Linked DNA regions of Sus scrofa: all the other regions are linked to region 1. The links are chromatin contacts, called in public Hi-C and HiChIP or PLAC-seq maps. All regions are on one chromosome and are shown on one strand. The core of a region is the stretch at or near the end of the contact, and the rest is flanking DNA. Distances in the headings are between cores, read along the strand shown. Region 1 has its middle 71 kb from the start of SIK1. Region 2 has its middle 64 kb from the start of CRYAA. Region 3 overlaps PDXK (pyridoxal kinase). Region 4 has its middle 60 kb from the start of SIK1.

The links. A called contact is a pair of places that touch in the nucleus more often than the background predicts. HiChIP or PLAC-seq counts read pairs in DNA pulled down with a chosen protein or histone mark.
Region 2: an H3K27ac HiChIP or PLAC-seq map of skeletal muscle shows a contact between it and region 1, with 3 times the contacts expected there. The contact joins two enhancer-like sites. A contact is called at or near these places in 1 of 47 Hi-C or Micro-C datasets (heart right ventricle) and 1 of 2 datasets of contacts at active chromatin or transcription factors (skeletal muscle).
Region 3: a contact with region 1 is called in a Hi-C map of liver, with 5 times the contacts expected there. The contact joins two enhancer-like sites. A contact is called at or near these places in 2 of 47 Hi-C or Micro-C datasets (epiblast stem cells and liver).
Region 4: an H3K27ac HiChIP or PLAC-seq map of skeletal muscle shows a contact between it and region 1. The contact joins two enhancer-like sites. A contact is called at or near these places in 2 of 2 datasets of contacts at active chromatin or transcription factors (alveolar macrophages and skeletal muscle).

What each region holds. Positions count from the first base shown.
Region 1 is chr13:206,534,725-206,538,030 of Sscrofa11.1, reverse strand. No RefSeq gene overlaps it. Among named protein-coding and RNA genes, the nearest start is that of SIK1, 71 kb to the right of the region's middle. Within about 2 kb of position 1,825, at least 48 of the 83 cell types and tissues checked have an H3K27ac peak or open chromatin away from gene starts, as enhancers often do. A contact at or near this core is called in alveolar macrophages, liver and skeletal muscle, where this site is marked.
Region 2 is chr13:206,356,716-206,360,021 of Sscrofa11.1, reverse strand. No RefSeq gene overlaps it. Among named protein-coding and RNA genes, the nearest start is that of CRYAA, 64 kb to the right of the region's middle. Within about 2 kb of position 1,456, at least 40 of the 83 cell types and tissues checked have an H3K27ac peak or open chromatin away from gene starts, as enhancers often do. A contact at or near this core is called in skeletal muscle, where this site is marked.
Region 3 is chr13:206,681,573-206,684,878 of Sscrofa11.1, reverse strand. The region is part of intron 1 of PDXK (pyridoxal kinase); the gene reads right to left. Among named protein-coding and RNA genes, the nearest start is that of PDXK, 6.3 kb to the right of the region's middle. Within about 2 kb of position 1,683, at least 21 of the 83 cell types and tissues checked have an H3K27ac peak or open chromatin away from gene starts, as enhancers often do. A contact at or near this core is called in liver, where this site is marked.
Region 4 is chr13:206,404,106-206,407,411 of Sscrofa11.1, reverse strand. No RefSeq gene overlaps it. Among named protein-coding and RNA genes, the nearest start is that of SIK1, 60 kb to the left of the region's middle. Within about 2 kb of position 1,666, at least 28 of the 83 cell types and tissues checked have an H3K27ac peak or open chromatin away from gene starts, as enhancers often do. A contact at or near this core is called in alveolar macrophages and skeletal muscle, where this site is marked.

The DNA.
Region 1 (3,306 bases), core at 576-3,075:
TCATGGTTCCTAGTCGGATTTGTTAACCACTGTGCCACGACGGGAACTCCCTGAGCCCATATTTTTCACCAAAGTAATAAAAGCTGTTTATGACGTCCTTAAATTCACGGGGCGCTCGTGTGTCATGCCCTGGGAACTTGAGAAACCCGGCCCCTCTGCAGTAGGACCGTCGGCCACACCATGAAGCGGGAGGAAGCTGCAGCTGTGAGAAGGTGCCGAGAAGGCGCTGATGACCCAGACTGGCTTGGTGTCTGTCACCTGATGCCTCACAGCCGTGACACACCCACTGTGACGAGCGCGTGTGCACGCGTGTGTCTGCCTGCCTGGGTGGGCTTTGTCCTGCTGCCTCCAGAGCCAGGAGGGGGGCTTGGCTCCGGTCCAGCCAAGTTCCCCTGTTTTCCTGGTCTCCACGCCCATGAAATCCTGGCAGGAATTGGGCCACAACTAAGAAGCGCCAAGTCTCCCCGGAGGGGTTCTCTCCCGAGTGGAGGGCAGCGAGGCCAGAGTGAGCGTCCAGAGGCGGCCGCGTCCTTGCCCGCTGTCTTCCAGCCGCCGCAGCCCGTTCTCCAGCCAGTGGCAGGGGTGGGGCCTGGCCTGGGCAGGCCTGGGGCTCCCTCTGTCACCTGTCTGGTCTGAGCAGGCCTGTCACAAAGGGCCTGTCCTTTTCTACCTGATGTCGTCAAGCGTTTCCTGGGCGGAGCTGGGGAAAACGGGCCTGGGGGTCAGGGTGGACAGCTGTCCTCCGGTGCCTCCCTGTGTGTCCGTGGTGGGCAGACCTGGGTTTGCTTGCTGGCGGCAGGGCCGTGGCTGCCGGCCTCCTGGGACACGGAGGACGCTCACCCCCCACGTTTCGGGGGCCGCCTCGATCCGTTCAGCTCCTTCTGGACCAAGCGTACAGGGCTCAGACGCTGGGCAGGAGGCTGTGCCAGGGGGCAGGGCCCGGAGCCCTGCAGGACAGACCTGGACGCCCTGCTCATCCGAGGTCAGCTGTGCACATGTCCCCTTAACCAGCAACCGAGGGACCAGATGCTGGGCGGAGGCCACCTGAGGCGGACGCCCCAGGCTGCTGGTCCTGCTCCCCAGGGTCCTGCCGCCCAAAGCCTCCTTCATCTTGTTCCCTCCGGTGCTGGGAAAATCCTGCTCCTGCAAGTTGCCCGAGCAAAGCCCTGTCTTCGGGTCAGGGAGCGGGAGCAGCCGCGAAGTCAGCAGCCGGGTCCCGGCCGGAGGTGCGGGCGTGGGGACAGGGCCCCGGCTCCGAGGCCCCGGTGCCTGCCTGCGGACCAGCTCCCGGGCCAGACCAGACCGGACGCGGCCTTAGAGCCGCTGACGTCACCGGCCCAGAGGCTCGGCGCAAAGAACAAAACTGCCTGTTCCCGCCGGGCGCTGTCGTTTCGTAGGAAACGCCGGGGGCTCTGGCAGGTGAGAGGCCTTCCTGTTTGTCCTGCAATTATTCGTCACGGCGACTGCGGGCCAGGACGTTAATCCCCAGCGCCAGCCGGCGGCCCTGGGTTTGCACAGCCCAGGACGGCTCTCCTGTCCCCGAAACTCGCCACCCCTGCCCTACTCGGCACACGCTGCCCCTTCCAAGTCCTGGAACAGCGCGGCCTGGGCGGGCGGCCTTTGGCCCCGCGGGGGAGGGAGCGGGGGGAGGGGACGGGACTGTGTCACAGCAGGAAGCTCTGATCCGGGCGGGTGGGGGGTGGCTCGCCCTGGGTGCCCCCCCCGGCCCCCCCCCCCCGCCCCAGGGACTAAGGAACGGGCCCCCAAGAAAGCCAACAGACAAGGGCAGCTGAGTTCTCATCTTCCGGGAGGGGATCTGAACAGACCCTGTCCCTTCCCTCCCGGCCGAGCCCAGAGCTCGGATCTGCCGGGTTTCATTCTTAGAAAGTCAGAGTCACGGAAAGGGGCGGGGCCGCGTGGCAAAGCCGATCTGATGGGTTGGGGTCCGAATCCACTTTCGCTTCTGCCTTTGGAACATGCCCGTGTTTTTGCCCTAGTTTTCCTTTTCCTGAGGGCATTTAGTTTGGGCTCCCGTTAAAATCTGTGCATTTCTTTCGCACACCGCAAGCACGTGAGAGCTGAGAGGTGGGGCTCCGGCCAGAGACCCGGCTGGTCCTACAGGCTGTGCACCTCGGAACCAAGTGATGCTGCCAGGGCGAGTCTGTCCTGAGGCAGTGTCCCCGAGGAGGCTGGATGGGGCAGCTGGACAGCACAGCCCGACCAGCTGGGTGGCCCCCACACCCCTGACCACACTGCTGGCCCTCGGCCTGTGCCTGGAGGTGTGGGCTTGTCTGAGATTCACCGGCCTCACAAGTCTGTCCCTCCGGCATCTCTGCCGTCCCCTCCTGTGTCTTCCAGAGGCTACCAAATAGGAGAAAGTTTGCCGGGGCTTTTGTAGTTTCCAGCCTGGCACCCCAAGGGGTTGTCTCCACGGGGCCCCGGAAGCTCTGTCTCTCGTGGGGTGACGGTCTGAGCCCTGGACCCCTGGCTCATCTTCCTGCCAGCCACGCTGTCTGCGGGTGTAACCATGTGGTCCTCTGCCCTCTCCCTGGGCCCCTGGGTGGGGCCTCGGGGCCGACTGGGCCTCTTGCAGGGCAGGGCACTGGCAGCCTGCAAGGACGCATCTAGGAGCAGGCAGTCCTCCGTGAACCTGCAGCTGCTGGCACCTCTGTCTTGGATGTCCAGCTTCCCGAACTGCGAGGAGTAAGAGCCTGTGTGAGGGCTGGCCACGTGGCGGTCTGTGACAGTGGCTCGAGCTAAGACAGTTGCCCTCAGAGATGGTCAGCCCAGGAAGGCACAGTGTGGCTGTCTGCCCTCTGTTCCTGGCACCTCTTCCCTGGGATTCTCCAGAAACACACCAGGGTCTGCTCCTGAGCCCCCTTTGTTCTGCTGTAGAGGCAGGCCTGGGTGGCCAAGCTGGAGTGGGTCTGTCCTGAGTGTGTCTGTCCCTCCTGGTCAGGCTGGAGTGGGTCTTAGTCACCCTGGCGTTCAGCGCAGTCACTCATCTTGTGAGATGTGACGGCAGGTGCACAAATGGGCAAGCCCTTCTCGGAAACCTGCCCTGCATACCCCCCTTCTGGGGGCTCCCCCAAACCTGGGCATGCTCTCGTGTGATGGCTCCGTTCCAGACCTCTGCGCTGGCCCTGGGCTAGACCTTGTAGCCTCGGACCAGTGTCAGGCTCGGACCCCCAGTCACCATCAGAGTGCCTGGGCAGACATTACCTGAGCGCTCAGCCCGTCCCCCATGCCGGGGCCTTGTGGGGGCCATGTCCCCCCACCTCCTCCAGGCCTTGCGTGCAAAGACTG
Region 2 (3,306 bases), core at 207-2,706, 180 kb after region 1:
ACACGCACACACACGCCCCACCTCCCTGACCCTGACTCCTGGTTTGACCGTGAGGACAGATGGGCAGATTCTGTCATCACTATGGAGACAGTGGGTTCCCAGGGACCCCACAGTGGGCAGGCAAAGGGCAGGCCCCACAGACTCCGGGCATCTGCCGAGGGAACGGAGAGAGGTTCCCAGCTGCCAGGGGTGGGGCCCGGGGAGCCCGATGGCCCTGGTGGAGCCACTGCAGCAGGTGTGCTGGGGCGGAAACCACACTCCAACCACACGAGGCAGGCCTGCTGGGTCTGCAGCGGGGAGCGGGCCCTGGCGGGGGCTGTGTAACAGGGAAGCCCTGACATCAAGCCTCATGTCCACTGACTCGAGGGTGCCCAGCCCTCCCCAGCTCCGGGCCATGCACGAGCCGGGCCTGGACGGGAAAGGCTCCAGGAGGCAGAGGCTGCTGGCTCAAGGTGCTCCTGGCGGAGTGGAAAGTTTGGGTGCAGTCAGATCCCCAAATCCATCATGCAGGTGACTCAGCTCAGCCAGAATCCGGCGAGGGGAGCGCCCCAAACAGGCGCCTGGTGGGAGTTTCCTCCCGCTGATACAACGCTCACACCCCGTGAGTGAGTGTGGAGCCAGCCGCGCATGGGGTTCTGCTCCGAGGCTGCAGCCCCCACGGCCCCTCCCAGGAGAGCCGGTCCCTGGATCAGAACCCAGGGCACGTGGTTCTGCAGCATCGTCGTGCTGACTGTCGGGCTGAAAGCACATCACTTGGTGTTACCCCACCAACCCCCCGCCCCGGCGGCCCCACGTCCACCAAGGGGGCTGGAAGGCTCTGACCAACCCCAGCCCTCAGCTCATTTGCTCCTCAAGAGCCATCTCAGGCTGGGGACCCCTGGAGCTCTAGGAAGAACCCCAAGCCTTCCACAGCTCTGGCTTGGTTTTTACTTCCCAGCATTCACTTCCTAGTATGTCTTTTTAGAGAGAAAAACTGCAGGTTGGCTTCGCCCTGTTTTACTGGTTTGCCTCCAGTCCTGAAGCTTTTGACGTCAGCAGGTGTCACTGAAACCTCAGGTCTGAAAACAGTCCCAGGGGCTAAGTGACAGCCTCCTCCACCAAGGAGACCCCAGGCTGAACCCCAGCCTCCAGCGCGAGGTCAGCCCATCAGCCTGTCACCCATCAGCCCGCTCTGCCTGGCGTCTCTTCCAGCAACGGGCTGGGGGACGCCTTTACCGCTGCTCCCAGCTCCTGCCGCTTAACAGGTTGTCAGGCTAAAAAAAGCATCATTGTTCAGGCTCAACCAGGCAGGCACTGCCGGCGGCTTTGACGTCTCTGCCGACTGGTTTGTTTCAGATGACAAGTCCACACAGCATTGCTCCTGCACCCGGGCCCGGCACACACCCACACACGGCCTGTGCACTCACGGGCAGTCACGTACGAGAGAGGCCGCCCAGCCCCGCGGGAGGGCAGCCAGCCCGGGAGGCCCAGGGCCGTGTCCCCGAGGGCCTCTGGAATGTGCCGGCCGCAGGGCAGTGACGGGGGCTGGCTTCCTGTGGGACGCACGGCTGGCCCCGCTCTCCTTGGAGACGGGCCTCTGCCCTGGAACGTAGAACACGCGTGTTGAAACAGCTCTGCGGGGGCCTGGCCTGCCCTTGGGGGCTCAGGCAGCTGAGCCAGGAGGGGACTGGGTCCTGGGTGCCTCCTTCAGTGGCCGGGGATCCCTCTGTGCCACTCATGCCCTGGAGGCACCACACTCTCCTGGCTGTTGCCCTCCTGACGGCCTTGGATCCGCGGGCGCTCAGGGCCCCAGTTTCTGCTCCTACGGGATGGGACGGCCCCATTGCCCAGCCAAGATGCCATAAGGAAGCAAGAAAATCAGTCCAAACTGCAGGCAGGTGGCAGGTTATCAGTAAACTCCTCTCTTGGGGTGGGGATGGGGGTTGGTGTTCCGTACAAATCTATTCCCACCAAACGCCTCCTCCCCGAAGCCGGCAGCTGCCCTGGGGTGGGGTCCATGCTGGGCTGGGGTAGGGGGGCATCCTGCCCAGGTCCTGAAGCGCACCCAGGATGCTGCCTGTCCACCACGCATGTCTCGGGTGGATCTGAGAGGCCCCGGGAGGCTGGAGTCATGATCCCCGAGATGCAAAGATAGTTCAGGTCCCCTGAGTTCCACGCGTGACCGCAGCCCTGAACAAATAGCCCGCGGACCGGGGCAAAGGAGCCCATGGAGGAAAGAGGACCGTCAGACGAGGAGGTGCCAGGTGGCACCCTTTCACTGGCTGGAGTTCCAGAGACATTTGGGACCTAAGGTGACCTCTTGGTGTGGACTGGAGCTGGGGTGCAGCAAGATGCAGCAGGCTGGCCCTCTACGTCCAACTCTGCCCCGGGCCACAAATGCCTGCTGCCACGTTCCTTTCAGGTGAAAGAGCCCTAACCTATTTCATGCTTTTAAAGGAGGGTTTTCTAGGCTGTCAGCTCTGTGCCAGTTTAGTCCGAACGTCCTGCCACCACACGCCCTTGGCCCCCCCACAGTGGACTTGACCGCTGCAAACACTTCTCTGGGTTGACAGGCCAGGGCTGCAGCTTGGCCTCCGGGCGGCATCGCTGGGCTGTCACCCCTCCCCCACCCACCCACGTGCCCGGAGGTGAGTGGGCCACAGACCTCAGGGCCCGGGCCCTCCCTTTCAACATGGAACTGTCACCCACTCGAACTTGGGCCAAAAGTAAATCCATTCCGAGGTTTAAAGAAAACTTCCGGTGTGTTGGAAAGAGGAACCTTTTTTTTTTTTTTTTTTTTTTTTTTTGTCTTTTTGCCATTTCTTGGGCCGCTCCCGCGGCGTATGGAGGTTCCCAGGCTAGGGGTCTAATCGGAGCCGTAGCCACCAGCCTACGCCAGAGCCACAGCAACGCGGGATCCGAGCCACGTCTGTGACCTACACCACAGCTCACAGCAACGCCAGATCCTTAACCCACTGAGCAAGGCCAGGGATCGAACCCGCAACCTCATGGTTCCTAGTCGGATTCGTTAACCACTGAGCCACAACGGGAACTCCCCGAGGAACTTTTTAAAAATAATAATAAGCAGACATTAAGTGGGTCCTGGGGAGTCAGGCAGGAGGAAGAAAGACCCCCGGTAATGCGGGTTCAGGGGGGGCCCAGGGCGGACGTGACAAGGCTTCTGGAGCGGCTGCCCAAGGGTCTGTTCCCTGGGCTCTGGCTGCACCTGCTGGGCTGCCTGGGGCTGAGCCTGGGGAGGAGCCCACTGTCCCCGTGGGGACCCCCAGCCCCGGGAATGGGCCAAGGTCGGAGCAGAAGCAGCCTGAG
Region 3 (3,306 bases), core at 434-2,933, 150 kb before region 1:
AAGGGGCCCCCCTGAGCCTCTGAATGCAGGCTGGTGACCAAAGCCAGGCCTCAGGCTCCACCAGCAAGTGCACTCCCGCTTCTGGAAGAACTAGAGCCTCAGCTGAGAAGCCCCACGATGACGAGCCAGCGCTGGGGACCTGGGGTCGTGCCAGCTCCGCTGGGCTGTGGAGGAGACTTGGCTCCACTCAACGTCCACTAACACTGAAGCCACGGTCTCTGATCAGAGAGGGCCACCGAGATGCACAGCCAAGACGGACGCAGCGTGGCCAGGTCCTGGTGACAGGTGACAGGCGCTGAGGGCAGAGGTGTGACTCGAGCCCTGGAAGCACACCGCAGCTGCCACATCTTGTCTGTCAGGACAGGCGGCCGCCTCAGCCAGCCTCCAGCCCCCTCCGGCTTCCTCCAGGGCAGGGGAGACCCCAACAAACTTTGTACATGCACACCCGGGGAGGGCACATCAGATGCCCCGGAGGCATCCGGCCACCAGGAGCAGTGACAGGGGAACAGGGGAATGCAGCCCTGGCTCTTGCGGATCCCTTGGCCTGGGGGTGGCAGGTGCGCCCAGCCAGGCACCAGCCTCCAGCCCTGCAGGGAGACCCCGTGGGGAGCCTTCAGCACAGCAGGAGTGGGGGAGCCCCAACCGCCACGTCCTTCTAGGGGGAGCAGCTCGTGTTGGGCAGGAAGACGGGTCACTTCCCCGTCTTCAAAATCCTTCACTTGTTTTGCAAGCCCTTTAGTCACCCTTCCGGGAAACCGGAATCAGGAAAGAGGCGACACAGCCATGTGCCTGTGGTCACCCTGATTCGCCTCCCGGCCGAGTGCCCTGCCCCGCGTCCACAATTCAGCCCACGCCTCTCATCCCTGACAGCCATGTGTCTCCTGAAGGCCACCTTCGCCCCATGAGTGTCCCTGCCTCAGCATCACATCCCTGGACCCGGTCACTCGGCCTCGGTCCCACTCGCAGCGCAGTGCACCGGCCCCGGCTTGCAGGCCGCACAGTAGGTCGGGTTTTGCTGGGCTGCGCTGCAAAGCCCTAAGAAAAGGGATCTCACCCCAAGTTCCCAGCACTGGGACTGGGGGCCCAAAGGCTCTGGGTCGGGGGGTCTGCATTCTACCCCCAACCCCGCCCCACCCCACCGTCCTTTCTCCTTGAGAAACTCCATTTGTTCTCCTCTTTGGGTCACTCTTCTGGATCCCCCTGAGAAGTGGCTGATCTTATTTCAACAGCTCCGTGTGGAGAGCGCCAGGGGACATCCAAGCCCCTGCCGTGGGGGCCACAGAAGCCACCTGCTTGCAGACTCACCCACCCCTCCAGAGGGGTCCCTGTGAGGCGTCACGCAAACATAAGACAGGGCACCGCACGGGACAGCCAGGCCACCCCACACAACTGCACACCTGCTCACGCGTACACACCTACCCACACCCCAAAGACACGCAGACACGGTGAGAAAGGGCAGAAAATGGGGCGGTCACGTTCTTGCTCTCCGCCAGGACAGGCGAGGAGTCCCAAACAGCAGCCCCAACGTAAGAGTCAGAAAACCAAGATGTTAAGCAATTCTGGACATTCACGGAAAAACACCAAACGATGACGCAACAGGTCCAGGGCTGGGACGTGTCTGGATCGGAAGGGGACTCCAGAGGCCGGGGAAGCGGGCAGGTCCCGCGCCTGCAGAGCACAGGCCAGAGGACACACCCAGGCCACCGAGCCCAGCCCCCGCCCTCCCCAGCCCCGGGCAGCACCCCTGGGAAGGAGCGAGCTTTTGGGCAACGGCGCCCCTGCGCTCTTTGCTAGCATGTGTGTCACCGCGAAAAACACAAGCAAAAACTACCTCTTTTAAAGGGCAGCTGACATTCTTCCAGGATCTTGCAAGCATACTTCTGGTAGAAAAAGGTCCTTTTTAGCCTGGGAATCCTCAGGAAACAATGCAAAGATTTTCTTCTCAAGGACCAGGCATTTTAACCACTCATCCATTCATCCTTCGCGGAAGGCCACCTTGCAGCTCTGCGGCCTCTGAAAGGGGGACCCCCCCCCCGCCCCGGGCCAGAGACTGTTGGCAGCTCTGCGGCCTCTGCTCTGCTCCAGAGCGGAGTGGGCCGGGCAGCCGCAGGGCCCTCCAGCTCAGCTCCTGGGCACAGGCAGGGGTCTGAACCCAGGTTTCCAGGCCTCTCAGCACACCCCGCTGCCCGCCAGCCTGCTCTTCCAAGCCACAGTCCACTGGCGAACAGGCCTGGCCTCGAGGTCCTTGTACCAAGAAACAGAGTCATATTTTGGTTCTGTTTCTGCAGAGAGTGATGAGCAGAGATTCAGAAAAGGAGGCTGATGTCTACAGACCCAAACTGAGACCCCAAACAGACCCCAAACTGAGGTGTCCCCCCTAAACCACCGTCCACGGCCGCCAGCAGTCCCGCCTCCCCTTCTCACGGTATTTCTATCTATCTATCTGTCTTTTTAGGGCCGCACCCGCAGCATATGGAGGTTCCCAGACTAGGGGTCGAATCGGAGCTGCAGCTGCCGGTCTACACCACAGCCACAGCAATACAGGATCTGAGCCACATCTGCGACCTACACCGCAGCTCACAGGCCATGCCGGATCCTCAACCCACTGAGCAAGGACAGGAATCGAACCCTCAACCTCACGGTTCCTAGTCAGATTTGTCAACCACTGCGCCATGACAGGAACTCCTTATTTCAAGGGTGACTCTCAGAGTTCCTGTTGTGGCTCAGCGGTTAATGAATCTGACTAGCATCCATGAGGATGCAGGTTCGATCCCTGGCCTTGCTCAGTGGGTTAAGGATCCAGCATGGCCGTGAGCTGTGGTGTAGGTCGCAGATGCGGCTCAGATCTGGTGTTGCTGTGGCTGTGGTGTAGGCCAGGGGCTACAGCTCCAATTCGACCCTAGCCCGGGAACCTCCATATGCCACGGGTGCAGCCCTAAAAAGACCAAAAAAAAAAAAAGGGGGGGGTGACTCTCAAGGCCCTAGAATTCAGTCACGTCGCTGTCCCCACACGGCCCTTCAAGATGTCACCTCTCCGGCACTGTGAGCCTCCGGGAACCCACAGCAGAGGTCACGCGTGCCGGCAGCTGTGGTGCCAAGTTCAGTCGGCACAAAGCCAGCGACCTACCCGCCTGGGCACCTTCGAGGGCTGCCTGCCCAGCAGGGCAGCTGCCGGCATCCTGGCCTCGAGGGAGACGGGGCTGCGGCCGCGGCTCAAAGGGCAGCTTGACTCTCGACTGCGCCGTCCCTTCCAAATAGGTCGGCTTTCAGATGTGGCGTTATCTACTCTGGGCCTTTAGGTGAACC
Region 4 (3,306 bases), core at 417-2,916, 130 kb after region 1:
CGGCTGGGCCCCAAGCACATGGGGTACCCGGGGCTCCCGACCTCACCCCTCACTCAGGCCCATCTTGTCCTTCCTCCCAGAATCGCTGGTTACCCTCCCCCCTCCTCAGAGAACCTACAAATCCACTTGGAAGTGTTCCCGGGGGTCCCACCCTATCCCCACTCCTGCCAAGGGATGGTCCAGCCCAGCAGGGGTGCAGTGAGGGGGCCCCCACACCCCAGTGGAACTTTCAGACTCTTTCCGGGACCCATCGACCTGGCGGCCCTAGCGCCGTGCTTCCTGCCTCAGGGGCCAGGCTTCTCTGGCTCCACCCACCAACACCCTCAGTGTAGGGGGGGGATGCCCTGGGGGGGGCCGCTTTGGGCAGGGCGCCCCAGGAAGCTGGTGCTGTGCCCTCTGAGGACAGGAGGAAGGGGACAGAAAGACGAGCTGCCTTCTGCCATGGTGCAGAAAAGCCCCCCGTGCTAGTCGACAACTCGACGGGGTTGAGTGGGGTCCAGTCACCCTCTGCTCCCCCACCTCGGGTGACCCTATGGCCGCGTCTGAGGGCCTTCCCTCCCCACCCCGCACCCCAGCCCCCGTCCCGCCGTTCCTGGCGGGGCTGAGTCACTGGCGTGTCCTTCACGCCGAGTCCCTGGGTGTCCCTTGCGCCGAGTCCCTGGGCGTAGCCATTTCCTGGGGCTGCCGTAACAAGTCGCCACAAACCGGGTGGCTCAAACCACAGCAATTCATTCTCTCACAGTCTGGAGGTCAGAAGCCCGCAGCCAAGGCCATGAGGGCGGGTCCCACCCAGGCTGTCCTGCTCCTGCTGGTGCTCCTGGGCCTCTAGACGCAGCGCCCCAATTTCTGCGTCTGTCCTCACAGCCCCGCCCTGCGTATCTGTGTCTGCTTTCTGTCATCGGATTTAGGGCCACCCGGATGCTGGACGCCCTGATCTCTGTCCTTGGCCCCATCACACCTGCAAGGGCCACATTCCACATCCGGGCAGACGTCTCTTTCAGGGCCACCCCCCAGCGCTTATGCCAGGCCAGTCTTAAAAGTGAGCTCATCTAATTGGCCTGACCTGGTGCCTCGGAAACAGAGGCCAGAGGATGAAGAAGGGCAGCGGGGGCCAAGCTGGGCTGAGGCAGGGCCAGGATGAGAGCAGGGGCTGCTGCTCCCCCCACTCCCATTCCCAGGGGCTCGACGTGACTGTGGGTGTCTTCCTGGCCACATTAAGTGGCTCAGGCCTCTGGAGGCTCCCCCGCTGCCTGCCCGCCTCCCGCACTGCGTGCCCTCGCCTGCCCTGTGCCCTCTGGGTGGACCCACCTCTGGACAGTCTGGCTTTTAAGGGGCCAGTGGCAGTTCTGGCTCTTCCTGGCCAGCAGGGGCTGGAACCGGCCACCGCTGGACAGGGAACCTGACCTCTGAGCCACTTAGGATGAGACCACGCAACGTGAGGCCGAAGTGTCCTCCTGGTGCCGCAACCGCCCGGGCCTGCCGAGCTGGCCAAGCAAGGGCCTTCCTGAGAGCGGCAGCCCAGATGGCTCGGGGCAGCACAGGCCCCCTCTCCCCTCACCTGCCCCAGGCTGCCAGCTGGGTTGGTGCCCCGCTCCTGCAGGGTGTGGCCCCCAATGTCTGGGCAGGAGCTTGACACCAGCGTGGCCATGACTCATGGTGCAGGCGTCCTGGGCCAGCGGAGGGGGCTGGGCTGAGAGGACATGGGAGGGGCGTCTGGCTGCAAATAGTTGCCCGTGTGCTAAGCTTCCGGCCCCTACAATGCAGTGGATGCGGCGGGCCTTGGGAACAGGGCGGGCGCCTGGCTGGGCAGGGGGCAGCCAGGTTGAGACACGTACCACCGAGAGGGGCCAGGGCATCTAGGGGGCTCCTCTTTCCCTTGCTCCCTTAGGCAGTGGGGGTTGGGGGTGCCCCCAGCCTTGGTGCCATTGCCAGAGCAGGCAGGTGGTCCCTGGGGCCCAGGGTAAGGGGACAGAGGCACAAGGCCCCCCCCCCCAGGGTTCCTGCCTCAGCCTCAGGAGCCCTCAGGCCCCCCAGGAGGTAGGGAGCAGTGGGCACTGGCCCCAGAGGTGGGGGATGGGCAGACAGGGCCCTTGGAGTGGGGTGGAGCCGGGGTGGAGCCCGGGGTGGAGTCCGGGGTGCCCTTCCATCCACAGAGCCTGGCCTGTGCTCCCCTGGCATCTCTGACAGCTGGTGACCAGGGCCCGCGCTCTGGCACCACTGGTTTTCCAGGCAGGAGAGGGCCCAGAGGCCCTTGGGCACCCCAGTTCCATGCGTGCCCGACTCGGGGTTCCTCAGGAGAGACCCCTCTGCCTGTGGCTCTAGGACACGCAAGGCCATGGGCCTGGGCGCTTTCCAAGATGAGCTGACGCCCTGGGTTGCGCTCACGCCTCTGCTCATCCTGGGAGGGACACGGCCCCCCCTTTCCTCCCTCCACAGCCTGAAGCCCACCCCCTGCTGCCCACCCTGCAGGCTTCCTCATGCCCCGCCGCAGCCACAAGCCCTAACCGCACCAGTGGACAAGCACGCATTCTGGACACACGTCCTGGGAGGGAGGAGCTGGCGCCGGCCGTGGGGTCCAGGCCTCCTATGCGTGGTCACCAAGCTGAGACCCTGGATGCGTCTTCTCCCTGAACCGCCCAGCCCTTAACCAGGGTGTCGTGACCCTCATGCTTCCGGCGGGGACCCCAGGCTGTACCTGCCTCCCGGGTCCACGCTGCGCAGGGCGGGGTGGACATTTCCGGGGGCTCATGGCTCAGTGCCAGAGTCCTGTCATTATAACAAGGGACCAAAAAGCCCAGTGTCCTCAAAGGCAGATTTATTCCCTTACGGCCCCTGGGCTCAGGAGTCCGACTCGGCTCTCACTGGGCCGTCAGGCGCGGGCGGGCCTGGTTCCGCCCGGAGGCTGCAGGAGAGGCTCGGTCTCCGGCCTTTCCAGCTCCTGGGATTGCGGCCCCTTCCTTTGTCACAGGCTGATGACACTGCCTGTCTGTCATCGACTCTTCCCTTCCCCGTTCGAGGGACCCCTGTGCGTACCCGGGGGCTGCCCAGAGAATCGGGCTATCCTCCCACTTTGGGGGTCGGGGATCAGCCACCCAAGGCCCCGTTTGCTGGAAGGTGACATGTCCACAGTTCCAGGACTACGTGGACAGCTTGGGGATATTACGGCACCGCGCCCACGCTCGGCGGCCCCCGCGCTCTGGCCACACCACCTCGGCTGACCTCACGCACGAGCGTCTGGTCCCCCAAGGACACGGGCTCCTGACCACTTCTCCTCCCCGCTCGCCGGTCCTGGGTGGCCCTGGAGGG